Linked DNA regions of Pan troglodytes: region 2 is linked to region 1. A link is a contact called in public Hi-C data. All regions are on one chromosome and are shown on one strand. Each heading gives the region's core, a stretch centred on a gene start, on an enhancer-like site or on the middle of the called end of the contact. The rest is flanking DNA. Distances are from core to core; before and after follow the strand shown.

Region 1 (7,831 bases), core at 1,862-4,361:
CTGGAGTGCAATGGCACGATCTTGGCTCACCGCAACCTCTGCCTCCCGGGTTCAAGAGATTTTCCTGCCTCAGCCTCCCGAGTAGCTGGGATTAGAGGCATGCACCACCACGCCCATCTAATTTTGTATTTTTAATAAAGACTGGGTTTCTCCATGTTGGTCAGGCTGGTCTCGAACTCCTGACCTCAGGTGATCTGCCCACCTCGGCCTCCCAAAGTGCTGGGATTATAGGCGTGAGCCACGATGCCTGGCCACACCTAGCTTTTAAAAAATTTTTTGTAGAGACAAGGTCTCTCTATGTTGCTTAGGCTAGTTTCAAACTCCTGGGTTCTAGTAATCCTCCTACCTCAGTCTCCCAAAGTGCTGGCATTACAGGCATGAGCCACCATGCCTGGCCAGGAGCGGGTTTTAATAAGGAGAAGAGGCCAGAAGATGAGACACTTTCAGAAGTGGAGATGGGAGAAAGCGTTTCTTTCATGAATGGAGGGGCTCACGCCTGTTAATCATCTAGCATGTGCCAGGAGCTGTCCAGAGGCTGAGCTACATAATCCAAATCCATCTTCACAACAGTCCTAACGAGCTCCATTTCACAGATGAGGATGTGGAGGCTCAGGGGAGATGATGTCCCTTAATCAAGGTCACACAGCCAGGAGGTAGTGAAGTTAGGATTCCTACCCAGAAGACTTTGCTCTTCCTAGTGTGCCCCTTCTGGGGTTGGGGTGGGCATGAAGAATCGGCGCACATTTCACAACCTTGCCCCAGAAAGGTGGCAATATTGAACGGGTAGAGGCGACCTGACAGGCCACACAGCTGAGGCTCTGTGGCCTGAGGCAGCCAAGGCCTAAGTTCATCATCCAAGCAGTCAAGACTCCAGAAGGCTTAGCAGGTCATGCCTCAGGGGCTCCAAAATGGCCAGGCAGGCTGAGAAAATCTCCAAGCTGTGCAGTGGGGCCTGCAATCCTGAAACCAGAAACCATAACCCCACCCCCTCCCCATGGCAGCAGGCCTAGGGAAGGGGAATAGGGGTGCTGGGACCCCACAGCAGCCCTGTAAGGAAAGGAGGCACCTTGGATCTAGCCAGATGGGGAGGGGCATCTGGTCTCAGCATAACTCCCTGACAGTAGCCCCTGGGAAAAGCACAGCCCCCTCTCAACCCCAGAGCCAGTTTCTCCTTGGATCTGTATACTTGGAGCAAAACATTACCCTATTCCCCAGGCCTCCCTGCCTCTGCCACCCACACCTCTGGGCCCCTGGCAGGGACTGTGCCCTGGTCAGAACAGCTGGTAGCCCATGTGCTTCCACCCCCACCTTCTCTCTGTTCCGGACTTTCAGGTCATGACACAGGGGGAGGAAAAGAAGGCTGCGCTGGAAGTGGAACTTTAGCGGGAAAGGGGGCATGGATCCTTAGGAATATAAAGGGACTCAGGTCCTGGCCAGAGACGCTTTGCTGTGCTCCTCTGCACCTGCCCAGCACCATGGTAATGTCCGGTGGCCAAGTTTGGGCCCCCTATCAGCTGTATTCTCTAGGAGCCTGGGGATGGGGGCTGACACCAAGGGCCCTCCTCAGGCTCACTAAGGGCATGAAGGAGTTAGGCCAGGGCAGCCTCGTCTGCCATTCTGATGGTCAGGACAGCTACTAAGGCTTCTTATCCCTGCTTGGGGTGGTGGGGATGAGTGGAGTTCCCGGTTAAAAGAGGGTTGAGGGGCTTAGGAGCTCTGGGGGTGTGCATCATGTTTATGGGCATCGTAGTCTGTGAATCATGGTGTGTTGCAGGCACAAAATTCTCTGTGCATTGGGTGTGTGAATCATCAGGCTGGCGTTCCTGTGTGTAACTGTTAGTCATTCATTTAATATGTATTATTGAGTATCTGCTAAGTGCCAGGCACTGTTCTAGGTGCTTGTGATCCATCAATAGACAAAATAAACAAAGAGCCCAGCTGCAATTAATGATGCCTACACTGAGGGAGGAGATGCCGCTGGGAAGGGATCGGACATAAATATAATAAATATAGAATATATAAGTTAGAAAGTGCAGGCCAGGTGTGGCAGCTCATACCTGTAATCCCAGCACTTTGGGAGGCAAGGCAGGAAGATCGCTTGAGGCCAGGAGTTTGAGACCAGCCTGGGCCACCTAGCAAGACTCCATTTCTACAAAAAATTAAAATTTAGCTGGGCATGGTTGTGTGCACCTGTAGACCTAGCTACTTGGGAGGCTGAAGCAAGAGGATGGCCTGAGCCCAGGAGTTTGAGGCTGCCGTGAGCCATGATCCCTACACTATACTGCAGCCTGGGCGACAAAGCAAGACCTTGTCTAAAAAAAAAAGAAGAAAAAAGAAAGTGCAAAAATAGAGCAAGAAAAAGCAAGATGAGGGGTTGGGTTGCAATTTTTTTAAATTTATTTTTTAAATTGTTGAGACAGGGCTCTCTGTCTTTTGCCCACACTGGTCTCGAACTCATGGGCTCAAGTGATCCGCCCGCCTTGGCCTCCCAAAGTGCTGGGATTACAGGCGTCATCTACCGCACGCTGCCGGGTTGCAATTTTAAACAGGGGTGTCAGGGTAAGACCCATTTAAAAGGTGGATTTTGAGCTAATGCCTCCAGGGGGCGACAGAGCCGGCCATGAGGATGTCTGGAGGAAGAGTCTTCTGGGCTGAGGACAACCTGACTGACACTTTGAGGGAAGGGCAGGGAGAAAGGAGGGCGATAAGTAAGGAATTTGCGGGAGAGAGGTCGGTGAGATTAGGGAGCTGACCAATGGTTTTATGCCGTCCTCGTGCGTACACCTTAGGGGTGTCTCCCCGTTCATTTTTACCTCGATGCTTTCTGCGTGCATCACCGGGCATGTCCAGGTGTGCACCATTCCCCTGGACACCAGGATGTCCCTTAGGGCGTCCGTGCACTGGTGTGTGTCCCAGAAATAGCCAGGTCCCTCGGCTGAGCGCCCCTGCACGCCAGGCTGCCCACTGCGCGGAACACCCGCAAGCTACGGTCAGGGGTCGCGCCGACCCCAGCCGTGGGGTCACGTGACCGCCCGCGGCTCTGTCCGCCCTGCCCCCTCCAGACGCGGGCTCAGCGCTGCTCATGTGCTCTGGTCGTGGCCGGCCTCGTGTGGCTGCTGCTGCCGCCGGAGGGCGCCCTGGGCGAGGGGCTGCAGGTGCCGCAGCAGTCCAGGGCCGCCAGCTGCTCGATCAAGAAGTACGTGGGGAGGCTCTTCAACAGCAGGTGATCCGGCGGAGGGCGCGAGGTTGGGAGGGAGGACGACGGAGGGTGCGGGGGGACACGGACGCCGCCGGGCACCCCCACGCGCATCGCGGCCCAAGCTGGGCTCTGAGAGCAGCCTCATGACCGCTGCAAAGACGTGTTCTCAGCACAAAGAAAACTAAAAACCACAAGAAAATTGCAAACGCCACGAACACCTCCCCACCGAAAGCCACGAAACCCCCTCCATGGACCACCACGAAACCCCAGTGGCTGAACACCTGGGAACCCCGACCACCAACCTCCTGGGGCCCCAGGTAGGACAGCCTGTACGGTCGGCACCGAACTAAGGGCCTCGGGACTGGGGGCAGCTTGGGTGGGAGCGAGAGGAAGCCCTCGGGGGTGGGCGTGCGGGGAGATACTGGCGCCCTGGGGCTTCCTTCTCCAGGCTGGGGCTTGGCCTCCAGACGCCTGGCCCTCCACCAACCCTTTTATGTTGAGAGGGGCCTCAACCCTTCCTCATCCCCCTCAGCGAAAACAATAAAGACAAATCTCTGTTGCTTCAGTGACTTCTGTGGGCCGGGGAGGGACCAGTCCTTCGACGGGGAGGGGGAACCCTGGAGTTCCTGCTGTGGGAGAAAAAGACCTCAGCTGCTGGGTGGAAGGGTCCTCCCCTCACTCCCCCAGCAACCTTCCCCCACCTCACCCCACACACCACCACCAGCGTAGGGGAGACTCCAACGCAGAGGGAGGGCAGAGGTGAGAGAAGCGGGAACCTCAAAGGAGAGCTTCAGCTAGACACACCCCCAGTCCCACCTCACCCAAGTTTCTACCAAACAGCCCAGCTTGGGCTGTCAGAGTTGGCACAGCAACAAGAAGAGGTGCCTTTGCCCCTTACCGTGCAGAGTATAGGGGGCCGCCTTTGCCTCCTGGACTTCTAAGCTCTTCTGGGGTGAGCAGAGCAGGGGAAGGGGTGGACCTGGCCAGGGCCTGTCCCTGAGAAGCTGGGTGTGAGGGTGGCTCTCTCTCCTGGGGGCTCCCTTGGCCATCAGAGAGGCTTGGTGGGGGCAGAGCCCCCTGCCCTGATCCTACTCTCAGACCCAGGTATGTCTCCAGGTTGCGAACTCCTGGCTCTAGGAAGTATCCACACCTCTCCCCATTCTCACCCCATCCCCTTAAGCTGCCAGAGAAAATGCTGGGACTTCAGGCTCCCTTATTCAGACTCAAACTGTTCTCTTGCTGAAGCCATCTCTCTATCCAGACACCCCTTGGATTTAAGAATCAACCTGAGGTCGGGCATGGTGACTCACACCTGTAATCCGAGCACTTTGGGAGGCTGAGGTGAGCAGATTATTTGAGCTCAGGAGTTTGAGACCAGGCTGGGCAACATACCAAGACCCTGTCTGTACAAAAATAAAAAAATTAGCTGGACATGGTGGCATGTGCCTGTAGTTTCAGCTACTTCGGAGGCTGAGGCAGGAGGATCGCCTGAGTCCAGGACGTCAAGGCTACGGTGAGCTGTGCTCCTGCCACTGCACTCCAGCCTGGGTGACAGAGCAACACCTGTCTCCAAAAACAAAAAATCAATCTGAGCCAAGCAGCTGCATCCTCTTAAAGCTCTTTGCCTTTTAGGACCTGGTTCTACTTCCAGGTCATTTGCACACACCAGAGTGAGTCAGGACTTGAGGGGAAACACAATCGTGGAGTCACTTCCATGGGGTCTGTGCAAGGTGCTGAGCTGAGCTCAGGAAAGTGGACCCCTCATCCTCCAAACCCATAACCCCATCCCTTCAGGCCAAGCATGTGGGGGAGGCAGGAGAAGCCATTCTAGGAACCAGACACATTCTAGTTTCCTCACTTCTCCCCTTTACACATACGCACACACGCGCGCTCTGTCCCCACCTATTCAGGATGACTGAGAAGGGCCAGGAAGAGACAGGTGCACTGGGACTCCGGGCAGTCCTCCCTGGGGCAGGATCCAGGTCCTTGCCTTCCCAGAGCTGGAGTGTGGAATCCACAGATTGGATTCATGGCAGTGGCTGGAACTCTCAGCTAATCTAGCCTCCTCCCTTTCCATAGCAGCTTGAATACCTCCTGTGCCCAGGATTTCACTACCTCTCCGGACAGCCCATTCTCTCCAAATTTCTGGACGGCAGCTCAGGCCCCTGGATGCAGCCATGACTGCCATAGCACCAGAATTGTGCCTCCATGCTGGGCTGATGCCCCTGCCCCCATGCCAAGGATGCTTTAGTATACCTTTTGGTGCTCCTGCTGCCTCAGCCACAGGAAAGCACTGGTGCACTTGGGGCAGGGTTGTCATGGGGCTGGGTCGGGAGGGTCTACAGGTGCTGAACTGGGAAGATTCAAGCTCAAGACTGCCACTTCACCGATTGCCGAATGACCACAGAGGAGTCCCTGCCTTCCTCTGGCCACAACTTGTCCCTCTGTGGAGAGGATGAGCTGAGTGACTGATGACCTCATGGACGTTCTAGATGATTTACAAGCACAGCCTGCTTTCCTTGTTGCCTCCGCCCTGCCCTCCCCTTTCCATGCATTTGGCTCTTCCTGCTGCCCCCCACCAGGGGTCCACAGAGACACAGAGATAAGCTGTGCTTTGACTTGCTTTATTGAGCCTGTGCAGGAACAGGGAGCGAGCTTTGGCCAGAGCCAACAGTGTGGAGGGGAGAGCTGGGCTGGCACTGCCTGTGGAGTGGTAGGGGGCAGGAGGTAGTGTTACAAGTCCAGCGGGCTCAGCTCTCTGTGAGGACAGAGTGGAACATGGCAGTGTGGGGGGCAGGCCTCGTGCATCAGGAGGCCTCAGGCCAGCCCTGGGCTCCTGTTCTCCCTCTTCCACCCCCCACCACACCTTTTCAAGCCCTGATTCAGTCCCACCATCCCCATTTCAGCCCCAGGGAGCTGGACAGACAGGGTAGGGAGTCGAACTCACCTGGGGGCAGCAGCATGGGAGGGCCCCACTCTGAGAAGGCCAGCGTGTCCTCTTTGTCTCTTTCCCCATACCTGGAAGCACTGTGCCCAGGTGCCAGCCCACCGGTTTCATATCTGCCTGTAGGCACCCTCTTGCCCAGGGCACATGGGCCCAGGCCTGGTCAGCACAGATGCTCTGTTTCCCCAAGAGTGGCCTGGAAGGGGCTGGGACTGGGGCTGGAGATGGGGCTTGGGCTGGGGATAGGGTGTGGCCAGGAATGTGGAGTGGGCCCAGGGTCCCAGGGGCTGGGATCTCTCTCCCTGTCCATGGCACATGCCTAGGCTTGGTCAGCATGTTGATGTATCTACGGAGCTCAGCTGTGCACTGGGCCATCTGCTCCGGTGTGGTATTGTCCCCTGGGTACAATGGCTCCAGCGGGGCTCCCCGGGCACCCAGCAGTGGCCACAGCAACAGAGCCACACAGGTGGACAGGAGCAGCAGGGAGAGGCAGCGGCATGCGGCAGCCATCTGAGGAGCAAGCAGAGGGGAGGTGGAGGTGGAAGAGCCCATGCTGCAGATTTTCCTATGCCCTGGAAGCAGGGCCCATCTACCCAGCCCCTTAGCCCATCATCCATTTCTCCAAGCCTGGGGACGAGAGGGCAGAGAAAAGGGCCACTCCGAGCTGACCACTCCACCTCCTAGACAGTGTGCTGGAGGCACGGACAGCCTGTCCTGTGAGCAGCCCAGCAGCCAGGGCCTTGCAAGTTAGAGAAGTGTAGCACAGAAAATGGAGACATGAGTCCTGGAGACACATGTCTCATGACATCCAGGTCCTCATGGCTCTGAGGCAGCAGTAGCTACTGGGAAATAAGGGCACACCAGGTCACCCACAGGGTGTGGGACATGGAATGAACTGGGGAAGCAAAGGACAGAAATCCACGGCCTTGTGGGTCTGGCCCTCCACCCAACAGTAGAGACAGATATGGGTTCTGGAGAAGACATCCTGCACAGACCGTGTCATCCTGCACAGACCGGCACAGCCACTCACACAGGGACACATTCCAGTTCACAGCTATGCACACGAGTGTGCACACACACTTGCAGTCATCAGATGGCTCTCCTAGTGTGACAGGTGTGTCCAGATGCAGAGCAAGACCCAAGCAGGACCTTAGGCCTTTGAAGGCCCCTGGCCCTGCAAAGCACGAACTCCTTCCCTCCATCCCAGACCCCAGCCTGGGGGAGTTCTCCAGAGCCCCAAGCAGGCTGAGCCCACTTACCCAGAGTCCAGAGTAAACGGTCACTGGACCAAGCAAGGACGTGTCCCTGCCCTCAGCCGGGCCGCTTTTTCAGTCCTCAGTCCCCTAGAGTCCCCATCTCCTGTCAGCCTCTCTCACTCCACAGCCCTTACTCCCTCCTCCCACTGTCTCCCTGGTACTCGCAACGCCACTACTGGGCCAGAGATGGGAGGGGGACGGGAGTGCTGGGGGTGCCAGACTAGCAGCATAGTCAATAAAACTGGATCACAGCAAAAGTCTCCTGTGGGCCCCCATTGCTGAGACCCCTTTCTTTTGGGCACCAGAGCAGGCTTGGTTCAAGAAAGATGGGGTTATGGGACTTCAGGGTGACTGAAAGTTTTTGGTCACAGGCCTTGGAGCTGGCCCTCCCATCTCCCAAGGATCAAACCAAATCAAATGGATTCTCTCAGG
Region 2 (7,831 bases), core at 2,389-4,888, 350 kb after region 1:
AGGACAGTGACAAGACTATACCTGTCTCTAACCATAGTGGAGAAGGACAGGAGAGCCCGCATGGCAGGGATAGAGTTCAGAGGCCTCCGCTATGACCCAGGGTCTTGCATGGAGTTTTGCACATGAAGGAGTCTCAACAGATGTTTGCTGAAGTGGAAGGTAACTATTAACCATGTAGTTGACTGACCAGAACACCCAATTTCCTGGCCAAGCCGATAAATGATTTCCCTTCATTAATGTTGCCTTTTTTTTTTTTTCTGGGCTGCTACACTTAAAACTCTATCATCCCTTTCTCTTGGGGACAGCATCAACAGGATAACTCCCTTCTACTTTTACTTATTCTCCACTTCCCTCATTTTTACTTTCTTCTTTCTCTCCTTCTCCTCTTCACCCCTTTGTCTCTCCTCTTTCTTCAAATAATTCTATTTAATAAAGTTGATTATTTCTTACAGTCTCCATTCCTATTAATGGTGGCATGTAATTCTTGTCTCTGGACATCTCAAGACACTGCAGATATAGTCAGTGGAAACAGAATTACACTTTGTGAGCAAGGTAATTTTAAGTGGATCTTTAGTCAAATGCTGTCAAAATGCAAAAAAGAAGAATGTTCCCAAGCACATTCACTCCTTTGGTAATATTGCCACATACACATCCAGCATGCACTTGAAATTTTTATGAAAAAGAAATTCCATTCCAAAGGTGATTCATACAAAACATTATGTATATGTGTGTATGTTATTTACAATTTGAAATCATGAGACATAGTACATATTTTCAAGAGATAAAAAAAGTGGGGACATATTCAGAGATAACATACATCTGATCACCAATGTGGTTTCACATGTGGTCACTGTTAATAAATTACTACAGAACACACTAGAAACAGAGAATGACATATACCAGTCAGCAAAGTTGGATTTATGGTGCTGCAGAAAGTAACATAGTATGGAGGACCAGGAAGGCTGAAACCCAGCCCATAAATTAATCTCCAAGTGTATGTTGTAAATAGTCACAATTGTACCCTTTTTCCTCTTGTGTTCCCTTTTATAAAAATATTGAAATCCTTGCTCATCCCTTTCTTTTGCCCAGCAATTAAAGAAAAACAAACTAGATGTCTGAGATTTCACATAACCTTTCATACCCAATATTTTTATTGTCTTAAAACAAATCTTGAGTAGTCAGCAAGAGTTGTGTTTTGCAATACGCTGGGGTAAGGAAGATCTGTTCACCCCATTTTCCATTTTCGCCCCTGGTGTCCTCTTCTGGCATATTCACCCATCACCTCATGGCCCTCACCCTGTGTTCTGGCAGGATTTGAGACATGCAAATTGCAAACTGGTAAATAGCAGCTTTGCATATTTTGAATAGAAGAGAACAACGTGGTACCACTCATTCTGTTCTCAGGGAAATCTGAGATAATGGGGAGCAAGATCGAGGGCAGACCGAGGGTCTTAAGTATTTTCTTAAAAGTGTTTATTATGCTTATTAAACCTATTGTACACTGATGAATTAATTTGAATTATTTACATGGTCAACCTTGGAGACAATAACCTGATTTAATCAGAGGATGCAAACGTTATCATTTCTCTTTGAAATCTAAAAACAGGTTTAAACTGGAAACGTCAGGACTTCTTGTATCTTTCCCTACAAATACTGGTTACAAATCTGCAGTTGTCAGGCTAAATGACATAATGTCAGAAATCAAGAGAATGTGGTGTATTTCTTAGGAAAGTCAATAAACTCCCCTGTGCGAACATGTCCCCTGGACAGTGGGTGACTAATTTCTCAAGTAAAAGGTCTTTCTATTTTGTTTATCTGTAAATATCATGCACTGTCTGACATAAGGGGGTTCATCTGCTAAAATTTCAGTGTATAGGAAAATGACATGGTAAAAATGGTTGGGGTTTTATCAGATTATGAGACTGGTGTCATTTTAAGTGAATGTTTGGACTAGTAAAAATTATTTCATTTTACTATTGAAGCTGTAAGAACCTAAGGTTGCTGTCAAGTTAAAAGGTTCAAATTCAATTATTTTCAAATCTAGGTTTCCATTGTGACTTGGAAAAAAAATTAGAGATTATTGTTCAAATCTCTCCTGCTTTGGATTTTTTTTTCTTAGTGTTTGGATGTTTATAAGAAATTTTTGTGAAAGTTAAAATCTTGTGCGTTTGTAAAATTGGAAGAGGCACAAGTGATTCTGAAGGTGGAGCCTTTCAGAGGTAAAGCAAACAGCTTGCATCTTCAATATTTTATGAGATCTAGGTATTAGAACCATGTTTCTGATTCAGGAATACAGCGATCTAGGAACAAAAGGGAGATGAGACTACAGAACAGACTGTGAAATTTCTTAAAATTATTAAATGATCCTAAGACTGAGCACAGGAGTGGATGATGTTACTGCAGATTGTTCTTAATAAGGGCTTTAAAAGCTTAATGATTTATTGATTGGCTCTGCACTAATGACGTGCCCTTGATTATGCATGTGTAAATAAGAGGGCTGATTTATGAGGGTACAGTTGTATCTTTCAGATATATTTGTCCAAGTCTACATCTTTAAAATAAATGGAAGTAATTATCTGAATATTTCAAGGGAGGGAACCCCACCTTCCCATCCCCCACCCCCGATTTGAGGGAAGTCTAGTATGTTAGGTGAAGAGAAAAAAAAAGAAAAGAGGAAGCTCTAAAGGGAGTTAGGAACAAAACAAAACTTCCGTTAAGAAATATCCCTGCTTCTCTTATCCTAAGAGAAGAAAAACAGATTCCCAGGTGCCACCGGGGAGCAATGTTTTACTTAAAAAAAAAAAAAGAAAAAGGAAAAAGAAAAAACTGTAAGAAGTTGTCCTGTTAAATCAACGACACATGGAGTCTGAAGGAAATCAGTCTTTTCGTTACAAACAGGTTTAAAAAGCCCTGGAGAAGAGAGACGTGAACAGAAGCAATATTATCCACTAACAACCTAACTCCCGCTTAGACATCAGCTGAGAGATCAGCAGCATCATTGAACAGGGGGGTTTGTCTTAAGATAATGACTCATCTTTATTTCTTTCAGGATATAAAACTTGTATTTAAATCAATTCAGAGAAGCACTTGAGCTTTAAACATTAGAGAGCAGGGAGAGCCTATTTAATAAAACAGCATTATTTCCTTTTCAAAGAATGATACTGGCAGTAGCTCTAAGTTTAAATTTTGTATTATTTTCCTCAATTATAATTATAGATGGGTCTGAAAGGAAGCATGCTTATTACTGTCATATTTATTCTTTTGACAGGTGTTATGGGACTGTAATTTGGTGAAATGATTCAAAACGCAGATTCCTATCCAAACACAATTCTTGTCATCAACACGAGAGGTTCAGGAAAAGTCCTCCAGCAAGCCTTTCAGAGATCTTGAACACCCCATATTCATAGCACAATCCATATTCAGGAATAAGGAGGAGAGAGTGCCTTTAGGGCTTATATCCGGCGTAGCAACAGCCAGAAGGCAGAGTGGGTGTTTGAGGTAACTGGTAACGAAGGCTGTTAGTGGGGACAGCTTTCAACTGGGTGGGGTCGGATCTAGGAAGAGGCACCCAGTAGGACCCCGAGTCCCGCGCGCGGCCGGCAGAGGGCGCTGGGCTCACCGTCGCCGGGCAGGGGCGGTGCCGCTCAGTCCCCGGGGCGCAGGCGCACTCGTCGCCGCGGCGGCGTCCGGGGCTGGCGTTCCCCTGGAGGCTGGTGAGCCGCGCTGCGCAGGCCGAGGCCGAGGGCGGGGGCGCGGGGGCAGCGGCGGCCGGAGCCACTGGGTGGCGGGGGCGGGCTAGGGATGTGGAGGCCTCGGGCGTCGTCGGATCTATAGAAGACCTAGGGGCGACCCGCGCCGGCACCTTTTCCCTTGCGGTCTGCGCTCTTCCACCGGAGAGCTGAGTGCACCGGAGCGCGGCGCCCGGGCTTGACGCAGGCCTGGCCGGGCGGCCTCGGAGGAGCAGGAAAGGCCTGCAGCGCGAGCTAGGGGCGCGAGGTCCGGGGCAGCCCGGAGGCCAGCCTCTCAGAGGCTCACGGCCTGGCCACTTTTAAAAGGAGAATGTCCCCTCCACCGTCCCTCTGCTCGCGGCACCCGGTGGCCGGAGCAACCTTGTCGTGATGATTTATGCTTCTGCGTAAGAGCAAGTTGCTCCGTGGCCGAAACCCTTTCGCTCCTAGGATTGATCCTTTTTGTGGTTATTGTTTTAAAAAGTTTTATTGAGATATAATTCACGAAGCATACAGTTCACCCATCTAAAGTGCACAATTCAGTGTCTTTCAGTGTGTTTGCAGAGTTGTGCAGCTGTCACCATAATGTTTTAGAACATTACCCCCCAAAAGAAACACCTCCTTTAGCTGTCACTCCCCCCTCCCATCTACTCCCATTCTCCCAGCCCTAGGCAACCACTAATGTACTTCTGTCTCTGTACTTTTGCCTATTCTGGATGTTTCGTATAAATGGAATCATACATTAAGTAGCCCCTTGTGACTGGGTTTGTTCACTTAGCGTAATGTTTTCTGGGTTCACCTGCCACAGGTTCTTGACTTCAGGACAGTTTCCTGCTGGCTTTAGTTTCCTCTGGTAACTTGGGAATCAATTGACATCTATGGAACTTCTGTTATGGTTCAGGTACTATAAACTGTGGAGGAGTGACTAATAACCGTATATATATTTTTCTTACTAATTTCCCTTCATTTCACAGGTGTTGAACTAATACAGTATAGTTTCTTGTTCTCCAGAAGCTTACAGTCAGCAAGGAACAGAAAGCCAAATAAAGTAGGAAAGGGTAAGATGTTCAACGCTGGGCGCAGTGGCTCATGCCCATAATCTCAGCACCGTAGGAGGCTGAGGAAGGAGGATCACTTGAGCCTAGAATTTTGAGACCAGCCTGGGCAACATAGTAAGACTTCGTTTCTATAAATAATTTAAAAAATTAGCCAGACGTGGTGGCGTGTGCCTGTGATCCCGGCCACTTGAGAGGCTGCGGTAGAATCGTTTGAGCCCGGGCAGTTGTGACTGCAGTGATCCCTGATCATGCTACTGTACTCCAGCCTGGGTGACAGAGTGAGACCCTGTCTCAGGACAAAAAAAAAAAAAAGATGTTCAAGCACTTAAGATGTGCCAGCCCCTGTGCTAGGCACTTTCCATAAGTTAGCTAGGTTGGTCTTTACAAAACCCCTGTGAGGTGGATTATTCTTTTCTCCAGTTTACAGTGGGGGAAGCAGAAGTCCAGAGAAGTCAACCAGGTTGGCCAGGATTACACAGCTAGTAGATAGCAGAGGTAGGCTTTTAAACTAGGGTTCTTTGTCTCCAAAACCTGCTCTAAGTTCTGTCACATCGATTATAATCACAATAAGTGATTACAGAGCAGTGTGATGACTGTAATAGGGGTGTGAACAGCATGGGATGAAAGCCTGAAGGAGGTGACAGGGAACTGGGTCTCTAAGGATGAGGGGTAATTCTTGAGGCAGGTGAAGAAGTCAAGGTAGGGAAAGCACAGCATGTTTCAGAGATGGTATTAACAATAACAGTTAGTAGGAAACATGTAGTGTGTGCCAGGCATCATGCTTAGTAGTCTAGGAGCGTTATTTCATCCTTACAACAGTCCTATGTAGGAAATACTATTTATTAGGGACCGCATTGACAGATGGGGAACAGACTTTGAGATAGAAGTTAAGAAACTCGTCCAGGGTCCTAGAACTAGCAGGTGATAGAACCAGGATTTGAACCCAGACTGTCTGATCCCAGAGTCCTCCAAGTTCAGTCTGTGGCTAAAATGCAGGAAGTGTGGGAAGGACAGCAGGAGGGGAGACTGATGAGAGGGATTGAAACAGATCTCAGAAGGCCATGGGTAGAGAACTCTCTACAGAGGTTCTGAGGAAGGGGAGTGACAGGGTGTGCTTTTTAGGAAGTGTTCTTGGGTGGCACCATGTGGATTGGGCTGGAAGGAGGGAGACAGATCAGGAGGTATTCGGATAGTCCCAGCCAGGTATGGGTACAAAGCTGGGAACCAAGGTAATGCCAACAGGGATGAAGGGGGCAGGGAGGGGGTGAGGGGACTTGAGAGCCTTGGCTATGTAGGAGAGGGACTGGGGGAGGCAGGGATTGCTGCCCCATTGCTAGCTTGGGAGAACACAGATGTGCAAGATGGAGCCCTGGAGTGGGTGGGGGTGGGAAGCAAAACCACTCCATTCCTATTTTTCAACTTTTCCCTTCAAGAAGAGTAATTGCATATTTAAAAAATGGCCTGTGCAGGCTTAATTTAGCGTGTATCAGTGCTCAATAGGGCATAATTTCTGGTTATTTTCTGCAGTTCCATTCTTTCGTCTTTTTTTAATATATGACTTTTTCCCACTTATTTTTAGGTGCCTATATCGGGACATAGATTAGGGAAAAGGACAGTGGGGTTAAATGGGACTGTGGGCCTGCTTCTCAGCATCTGTGCCAGTGATAACACTTGGCTTCCAGGAAATTCCCTTTGTAGCTTTATTTTCTCTTTTTAAAAATTCTGTCATATTCTCCTTTGGATTTGGTAAGAGCTTTGTTGTTAAGCATTTCTTTAGTTGCTCCTTTCCTTTATCTGTGTAATTGATGTCAGCCTGGTGAGTCTTTCTTTCTTTTGATTTTTTTTTTTCCATCTATATGCAGGGGGAAGCTGCAGACGATGTCCTTGGGTTTCAGAAAGGCATGGAGCAAGGTTTTGTAGAGAAGATTGAGGAGTACTGGATAATAGTGCAGTCAAGTGCCTTTATAAGTGCTTGAACCTGGTCATGCATGAACCCTGCCAGAGTTCTTTGTGGGGTCCTTAGCCCTGATCTGGTCAGTATTTTTATGAGTGGCTCAGACATAGCAGGTAGTTTCACAAAGCAGATAAGGGCATAGTCTTTGGAATCAAATAGAACTAGGTTCTATTCCAGGCCTTGCTCTATACTAGCCTTGTTGCTCTTGGCAAATTACTTAACCTCTCAGGGCCTCAGTTTCCTCATCTATAAAATGGGACTAATGATACCTCCCTTAAAATATTGTTGTGAGGATTAAATGAGGTAACATGAAAAGCTCTCAAACTTGGCATGTCCTACTCATTCCCTGGATGGGAGCCATCGGCTTTGCAGAAGGCTCTGGGTCAGAGAGCTAGGTACACCAGACTGTTCATCTCTGTGGTCCTAGGGCTGGGTCCAGAGTTGTACAGGTGCTAGATGCTCTGAATGGCATGGCGTAGTTGACTGATGCTTACAGTATATAGGGTTACTGTCTTTCTCTTTGTCCTTACCCTGTGTTTACCTGGCATGTGACTGTTTCTGTGCTCTTATTTTGTTGAATTGAGTTGGATAACATTCAGTCATATAACAGACCCCCCCTAAGGATGGTGGCAGATTGTGACTCTGGAATGACCTCATAAAATAAAAGATGGGGAAAGAGACTTAAGAACAGCTCATGGAGCCGGGTGCAGTGGCTCACACCTATAATCACAGCACTTTGGGAGGCCAAGGCAGGTGGATCACCTGAGGTCAGGAGTTTGAGACTGGCCAACATGGCGAAACTCCGTCTCTACTAAAAATAGAAAAATTAGCCGGGCATCGTGGCATGGACATGTAATCCCAGCTACTGGGGAGGCTGAGGCAGGAGAATTGCTTGAACCCGGGAGGCAGAGGTTGCAGTGAGCCAAGATCGCGCCATTGCACTCCAGCCTGGGGAACAAGAGCGAAACGCCGTCTCAAAAAAAAAAAGAAAAAAGAAAAAAAGAGCAGCACATGGAAAAATGCCTTTGAGCCAAATGCCAGGGCCACGTGAGGGCCCCAGCAGAGAAGCAGTCTGAGCTGCATTCCTTGAA

The links. A called contact is a pair of places that touch in the nucleus more often than the background predicts.
Region 2: a contact with region 1 is called in a Hi-C map of induced pluripotent stem cells, with 2.3 times the contacts expected there. The contact joins the promoter of LYRM9 here to the enhancer-like site in region 1. A contact is called at or near these places in 1 of 7 Hi-C or Micro-C datasets (induced pluripotent stem cells) and 1 of 1 datasets of contacts at active chromatin or transcription factors (stem cell-derived excitatory neurons).

The regions. Positions count from the first base shown.
Region 1 is chr19:39,341,405-39,349,235 of NHGRI_mPanTro3-v2.0_pri, forward strand. No RefSeq gene overlaps it. Among named protein-coding and RNA genes, the nearest start is that of TMEM97, 80 kb to the left of the region's middle. Within about 2 kb of position 3,112, at least 9 of the 24 cell types and tissues checked have an H3K27ac peak or open chromatin away from gene starts, as enhancers often do. A contact at or near this core is called in induced pluripotent stem cells, where this site is marked.
Region 2 is chr19:39,688,247-39,696,077 of NHGRI_mPanTro3-v2.0_pri, forward strand. LYRM9 (LYR motif containing 9) reads left to right here and starts at 3,639. Exons shown (of 4, transcript XR_010153241.1): 1 at 3,639-3,713.